2 separate regions of the Triticum aestivum genome follow, and region 1 is linked to region 2. A link is a contact called in public Hi-C data. All regions are on one chromosome and are shown on one strand. Each heading gives the region's core, a stretch centred on a gene start, on an enhancer-like site or on the middle of the called end of the contact. The rest is flanking DNA. Distances are from core to core; before and after follow the strand shown. Region 1 holds the start of LOC123098251 (probable inactive purple acid phosphatase 1). Region 2 holds the start of LOC123098249 (replication protein A 70 kDa DNA-binding subunit B).

Evidence for each region. A called contact is a pair of places that touch in the nucleus more often than the background predicts.
Region 1: a Hi-C map of root shows a contact between it and region 2, with 8 times the contacts expected there. The contact joins the promoter of LOC123098251 here to the promoter of LOC123098249 in region 2. A contact is called at or near these places in 3 of 5 Hi-C or Micro-C datasets (leaf, root and an unstated tissue) and 1 of 1 datasets of contacts at active chromatin or transcription factors (leaf).

Annotation. Positions count from the first base shown.
Region 1 is chr4D:415,168,710-415,172,072 of IWGSC CS RefSeq v2.1, reverse strand. It overlaps LOC123098251 (probable inactive purple acid phosphatase 1), which reads left to right and starts at 1,713. Exons shown (of 12, transcript XM_044520192.1): 1 at 1,713-2,039; 2 at 2,309-2,400; 3 at 2,559-2,625; 4 at 2,715-2,837; 5 at 3,158-3,250. The coding sequence starts at 1,878. It overlaps LOC123098252 (protein RIK), which reads left to right. Exons shown (of 12, transcript XM_044520193.1): 11 at 373-772; 12 at 866-1,187. The coding sequence ends at 921.
Region 2 is chr4D:414,868,877-414,872,207 of IWGSC CS RefSeq v2.1, reverse strand. It overlaps LOC123098249 (replication protein A 70 kDa DNA-binding subunit B), which reads right to left and starts at 1,636. Exons shown (of 12, transcript XM_044520189.1): 1 at 1,374-1,636; 2 at 1,017-1,163; 3 at 713-928; 4 at 438-615; 5 at 74-341. The coding sequence starts at 1,504.

The sequences.
Region 1 (3,363 bases), core at 464-2,963, 300 kb before region 2:
TGCATTTAGAAAACTTGCTCGCTTAGTCACACTCACCTATAATAACTAGTACAAATGTGCAAAATTATTTTACTATTTTGTTTAGAACAAAATGGCTTTATTAAACACTTAAAAGGAAGCTTTCTTTACTTTCTTAGTTGTACAAACATTGCTGCCCCCAACTTGCTAAGTCGGCATGATTAATGGTTTTCCATATGTCATGTTTACTTGTACTGCAATTCCATATAATTCATGTATTTATGCACTGGTGGTGCTGTTTATGGACAGTAGTTGCCGATTTCATCCTCCTTTTGCGTTTTACCATTAATATGCTTTAATTTAATTCAATGCAAAGGAATTTGATGGGAAAGTGTTTTTGTTTCATGTTTCCAGAACTCACAACAGGGGTCCAAATTTGTTAAGACAGGTTTAGATGATCTAGGTAAAATGAACAGTTCATCGGTTGCACCTACAATGAAAGTTCAGCCTGGATCAAATAGGATACTTCCACAAGATCCACATCCATCTCATCCGTCTGTATACACTAGCATGCCGCCACCACCACCACCCAAGAACATGTCACTGCCATATCCTAATAGCATGCCACCCCCACCACCCAGGAGCATGCCTCCGCCACCACCTAAGTTCCCTTCAAATGAAGTGTTAAGAAATGAGAATAGGCATTCAGCCCTAAAGGAGCCGTTGGCGCCTCTGAGATCGTTGGACGCGAGTTCTGCTGCACCACCTTCGAAGGAGCCTAAAGAGGAAAAGCCAAGTATTGCATCTGTTTCTGGTAATAGAGGAGCACCATGATATAACATTTTGTATATATAGATCTAATCTAACTTCTGTAAGCTTAATATATTATCTTTGCGTCCATTTTCAGATACTCTGCTGAAGCTTATGGACTATGGGGATGATGACGACGACGATGAGGACTAGCGTGCCTGGAGGGAATACAACTCCCAGTTCAGGGCAGAAACCATTTTCGTCGGTGTGAGAATGAGCGTGTAGTGTAACTGTACTGTGGGTAACACTAGTGCTGTGAAATGGAAATGCCGGTAGACAGTCCTGATGCATTTTCTCAACGCAACAAGTCGTTGAGCTTGTCATTTTGTATCAATGTTATCAGGTCAACAGATTCCCCTGATCTGGATACACGTGATTTTCCCATCTGAAGTACAGTAGTAACTAGCATGGTTCCTTAAGTATTCTTTCAATATGTTGATACTCCCTCCGCCCCCAATTACTTGTCGCAGAAATTTTTAGTTCTAGATACATTCAATTCTATCATTTTTGCGACAAGTAATTTAGGACCGAGGGAGTATGTGTTTAGGTGCTGTCAGCATTGTAGTGTACCTTTTTATAAACTGTGCACTCGCTCGGTTCCTAAATATATGACGTTTTGGCAGCTTAAATTGAAATTGCCAAAACCTAGTATATTAGGAACAGAGGGAGTATAATCAATAGTCTTTTTTTTGCATGGTAGTATAATCAATATAGTCTACTCACACACGGTGGCTGCCTTGCACAAAGGTGTGGCAACTTGCAGCCTCTGTTTGCCGTTTGGAATGCGAATTCGACACGGCACGAAACAGTTCAATTCCAAGACGGATAAAGAAAGATTTACGCGACCCTGAACACGTGGCACGGCACCTAAACGATCTCATCTTGACCTCTCTTCCTTCTGTGAACGTCTGAACTTTCTTTGTCTCTGGCTTTTTTTTTCTGACGGGTTCTTTGTCCATGGCTTAGCTTAGACGTCACTCGTTCCTCGGGCCATCTGCTGATATTCTGCTCCATAAAGTATTTGCTCTCGCTTCGCCTATTAGTATCCTATATATACGAATACTGTGCTGCTGTGGTTTGTGAGCTCTGGGGAGTCGCCGGGAACGACGATGGTGGCGGCTCTGGTGCATCTGCTGGTCGCCTTCAGCGCCGCCGTGTTGGCCGCTGCCGGCGGCGAGCAGCCGCTGTCGAAGATCGGCGTCCACCGGGCCACCTTGGCGATCCATCCGGGCGCCTCCGTCGACGTCTCGCCGCTCCTCCTCGGCCTGCAGGTGAGCTTTCCCCACCATCGTTCCTTCTTCCCGCCCCGCGAGCACCATGCGCACGAGGTCCAGAGCTTGAGCATTTTGGTCCCATCTGGAATTAAATTTGGTCAATCAGTGTCAGTACCAGCGCCACTGTAGCTGCTGATAGATACAGTAGATAGATATCCAGTGAAACTCGAATTGGCAGCATGACCTGGAAGAGAACGAAAGGGCCGCATTTGACTGAAGCAGTTGATGCACTGTCAGATTAATCGGCTGTACCACATTTGTTACAGGGGCAGGACCAAGAATGGGTGACCATCGGGTTTAACAACCCCAGGCCATCCAAGGATGACTGGATTGGGGTCTTTTCCCCTGCTAATTTCAGGTAAGATGCACATCTTGACTAGTATGATTTCCCCTGGCATGACAGTTTATTCTTCACTGCTTCTCGTTGCTGAATTTAAAGGCTTCATTAAAAGAGCAGAAAAGAAAGATGGATTGGACACTGGCTTACTCACAGATTCGTTTTGCTGTATTTAACAGTGACTCCATTTGCCCGTCGGAGAACCAATGGGTCGAGGCCCCTCTTTTGTGCACGGCTCCTATTAAGGTTGGTGTCATTCTCCGTGATTCTTCCTCCGTGTGTGACCTCGGAACATTTTTAACATATGCTGAATAATGAGGTATCATTTTTGGCAGTTCCAATATGCAAACTACACGACGGCCGACTATGCCAAGACCGGAAAGGGGTCCTTGAGGCTTCAGATAATTAATCAGAGGAGTGATATATCATTCGCATTGTTTTCTGGAGGCCTCTCAAATGTATGTACAATTGCTCCTTGTTTGTTCATATCGGAGCTCAGCTTACTACGCTGAACCACAGGGTGTTGGAAGTTGAAACTGAACATCGTTCATTTTTTCTGGGGGAGAGAGTTGAAGAGTGATCACTCTGATTTTGTGCATGGTAGATTGATAGCCAATGCTGTTTTTTCTTTTCTGAGACCATGGCAGTTAATGCCATTTCAGCTGAGATACACTGGAGTAATATTTATTTTAGCCTTCTCATTTTTTATCAGTGCGCGACTGTTAAATAGTGCTTGCTCTAACATGGCTATTTGCATCTTTTGTATATAATATAACAGCCGAAGCTTATCACACGTTCAAATAGCATAACTTTCGCAAACCCGAAGGCTCCTGTATACCCACGCTTGGCACAAGGAAAGTCCTGGGATGAAGTAAGTACCATTTCCTTAAATATTTCATTAATGAATGGGTATAAACTGAACGTTGTACATTGTGATCTATGGAGGAAAAAAACGCCAAATGCAAATAGATGAGAAATCAAGCT
Region 2 (3,331 bases), core at 387-2,886:
AGAGTAAAATTAGTCAGTCTGAAAGCAACGAATTACTAATATAGCTCACTGAATTCAAGCAACTCAGTCTCACCTACTAACTCCCTGCCACCAACATATGGCCCCAGCATATCAATCTTGACAAAGTTGTATTGCACTGGTGGAATGAAAGATTCACCCTCAGCTTCTTCAACAACAGCATTCTCATTCAGGGTCATCTCATAGTCATTCTGGACTGTCTTGAACTGCTTGTTCGCAATTCTGAGCGACCCCTTGGAGATGTAGTAGACCTTCCCAAGCTCAAACACGGGATAGAACTTCTTTGCAGGCTCGTTGAACATGGTGGCCTGGATCTGGGTGCCCTGTATTACACAGATCAAGCAAAGTCAGCTTACAGTCGCAGCTTGGTTCAGCAAATACATGCATGAAAGCGTTCGACATTTGTCAGGGGAACTTACATCCTCATCAGTGAGCTCTACGTTGAAGACATGGCCTTCTCCACGGGCATTCCTGTATGACCTGAGGTTGCCCTTGCTTGTGACCCGCACTTTGATGACCCAGTTCCCCTGGTAGGGGTTCAGGGAGATCAGAGGATGCACCCGTCTCGTCATGGCCAAGCGAGCAGCGGGAGCAGCACTGCAGACACAGAAGTGACATAAGTGAGCAACAATTCTTCACAGATTTCCTCAGCAAAACAGCAGAGTAAGGACGCGGATATGCAAGAAGAGCTTACTTTCCGCGCTGCTCGCTAACAATCTGGGACGCGGACTTCACGTCATGCCTCGGCTTCAGCATAATCGCAGCCGGGGCCCCGCCAATGGGCTTGGAGAGGACCGCAGCCTCCTCCTTGGGCTTCATGAGAGCCGCTGGCTCTTCTATCCTGACCTCGCTCTTGATCTCGGCGTCGAGCGCCTGGGACACGACCTCGCACTTGGTGATGATCACCATCCTGCCGTGTACCGTACAGAACGCGGTGTTCAGTGAAGGATGAAACGGATCTGTAAGAACGGCGGAACAGGAGTGGGGATTGTGCTTACTTGTCCGTCTTTTGTGGGATGTCGTTGCACGTGTAGTTGAGGATGCGGACGAGGCCGAGGTTCTGGAGCTTGCCGGAGTGGACCTCCGACGCGAAGTGGGTGGAGAGGATCGCCTTGACCTTCGCCTCCCCGTCGCTGGCCATGAAACTGCAAGGCAGCAAGAACAGTCCATCAGGGTCACAGGTCATACAGGGGGAAATTGGCGCAAAGAAGAACAGATCTATGCCGGTACGGGGCAAAATGGAGAGATCTAACAGATTCTGAAGACAAACGAGCGATTGCGTGTTGCGCTATGCCTACGAGCAGAAGGGACAGATAGATCCGGCGGGGGTCGACAGGAGGAGGGAGAGCACTCACGTGAAGCGGGAGCCGATGGGCTTGAGGTCGAGGACCTGCACGACGATCTCCGGCACGTCGTCGGGCGACTCCGGCGTGGGGTTGGCGAGGATGAGAGCCACGGCGCCCGGCGTCACCGACTTGGCGTCCATGCCTCTCGTCTCCGGCGGGGTTCGCGCGTCTTCGGGGAGAAGATTTCGTGGGCGGTGGAGGTGGTGTTCGGCGGCGGCGGCGGAGATGGTTTGGAGTTGGGAGAGGGATGGGATCTGCGCGCTGGTTATAAGGTGCTTTTGAGGGGGAAATTGGCGGGCGCGGGCGGGGGCGGGGTTGGGGTTCCTGCGAATTGCCGCGGGTTTCTGTGAACGGCGGGAGGCGCGTGGATGGTTTTCTTTTTTTGGCTCCGTTTTGGTGTCTCTGGCGGGAGAAATTTGGGGGGAGTTTTCGCGCCAGAAGCGAGCGAGCGGGGGATAGAAATATGCTAGCGGTGTGGTGGTACCGCTTTCTCGGCCCAACTGGTTCGAGAGGAGGGCTTTGGGGCCCAGCATCCACACGTGATTCCTTTTTTGAATTCGGAAGTGTGTGTGAGACACCACTCAAAAAAAAGAGGAAGTGTGTGTGAGACGATTGAGGGGGGAAATACTGTGTCCACTGGCCGTGGGAAGAGGAAATACTGACTTGGGGAGCGGAAGAGGTAATAGCACCCCAGATGCATGAACTTGGGTAATGTGATGATTTAGTCCAAAAGTTGCAAAAGTGAACTGAGGCCTCCCAAAACTTGCACATCTATGTGATGTTTTGGTCCAAAGCCAATCACAGTGCGACAAGTGGCAGTTGAGAGCTCGGACCGGTCAGCGGTACAGTTTTGCAAGTACCCCCCGTTGTTCATGTCAAATGCCCAAAACAAAATAAATTGCTTTCATTCAGAGTTGAAAGCTTTCCGCTCATCGTTCTATATAATTTATCATTTTCATGGCATTCATGTCAAATGCCCAAAACACCTATCGACACATGCAAATAATCTGTGAAAAATGACGATCTTTTGAAGACATTTTTTTCTGCTGGTACACTAACTTTTGGGACACATGCCATGTTGCATAATGGGAAGCAAAGCATCAGAAACTCAACAAAAGCCCTCTAGTTCATATGGCTCAGGTAGAGAATTCCGGTAATCCAGAACCCAGAACTTATCATCAGACCAACAGGCTACGCCTGAATAGAGGATACAAGTTTCTCCCAAATAATGACAGCACGGTCTGCATTGATAACGTTAGGAAGACTACATCTGAACAATGCATCGCCAAACAACCCAACACAGAACAAACAAGATCTTCCTGTGAAAGCAACAATCCGTCTTGCCACTAGCAACACTACGAGCTCGCCGAGACGCCACGGACGCCTGATTGCCACGCTGCCGCTACCGCGGTGAGTGCTGCGTCCACGGTGAGCATTAACGCCTGAGCTGCTGGCGCGCGACCGGCCTCTTGGCTCCAGCATTGTGGTGGTGCAGATCATCCAATTTCAGTTTCAGTTACTGAAATTGAAACTGTCATCGGATCATCCAACTGGATGATACTCCTTGCTTGTTCTGTAATTTGAACATATGCAGTACATGACCTCCGATGTGTGCCAAACACAGTTTCTGCTAGTTGAACATGACCTTCGATGAAATTGAGCTTCATTTGTGTGTTGATTAACTGCTAGCTGAAAAAAGCAGAGGCATGTGTATTATTGGTCAGTATACTACAGTTGATCATGTATAAGGGAAGGTTGCAATGTTGCATAGCAAAACAACTCTGAAGTCATACTGTGATTTGGGATTGCTAATTTAATTTTTAGTTACCATGCTTTCCAGGGGACATACAAAGAGTTATGTGGATGTGAATTAACTTCCAGTATGAATGAACATATACATAGAGTTATGTGACTGTGAACAGTATGTGGATGTGAACATATCCAGAGTTATGTGACAGATTCAAATC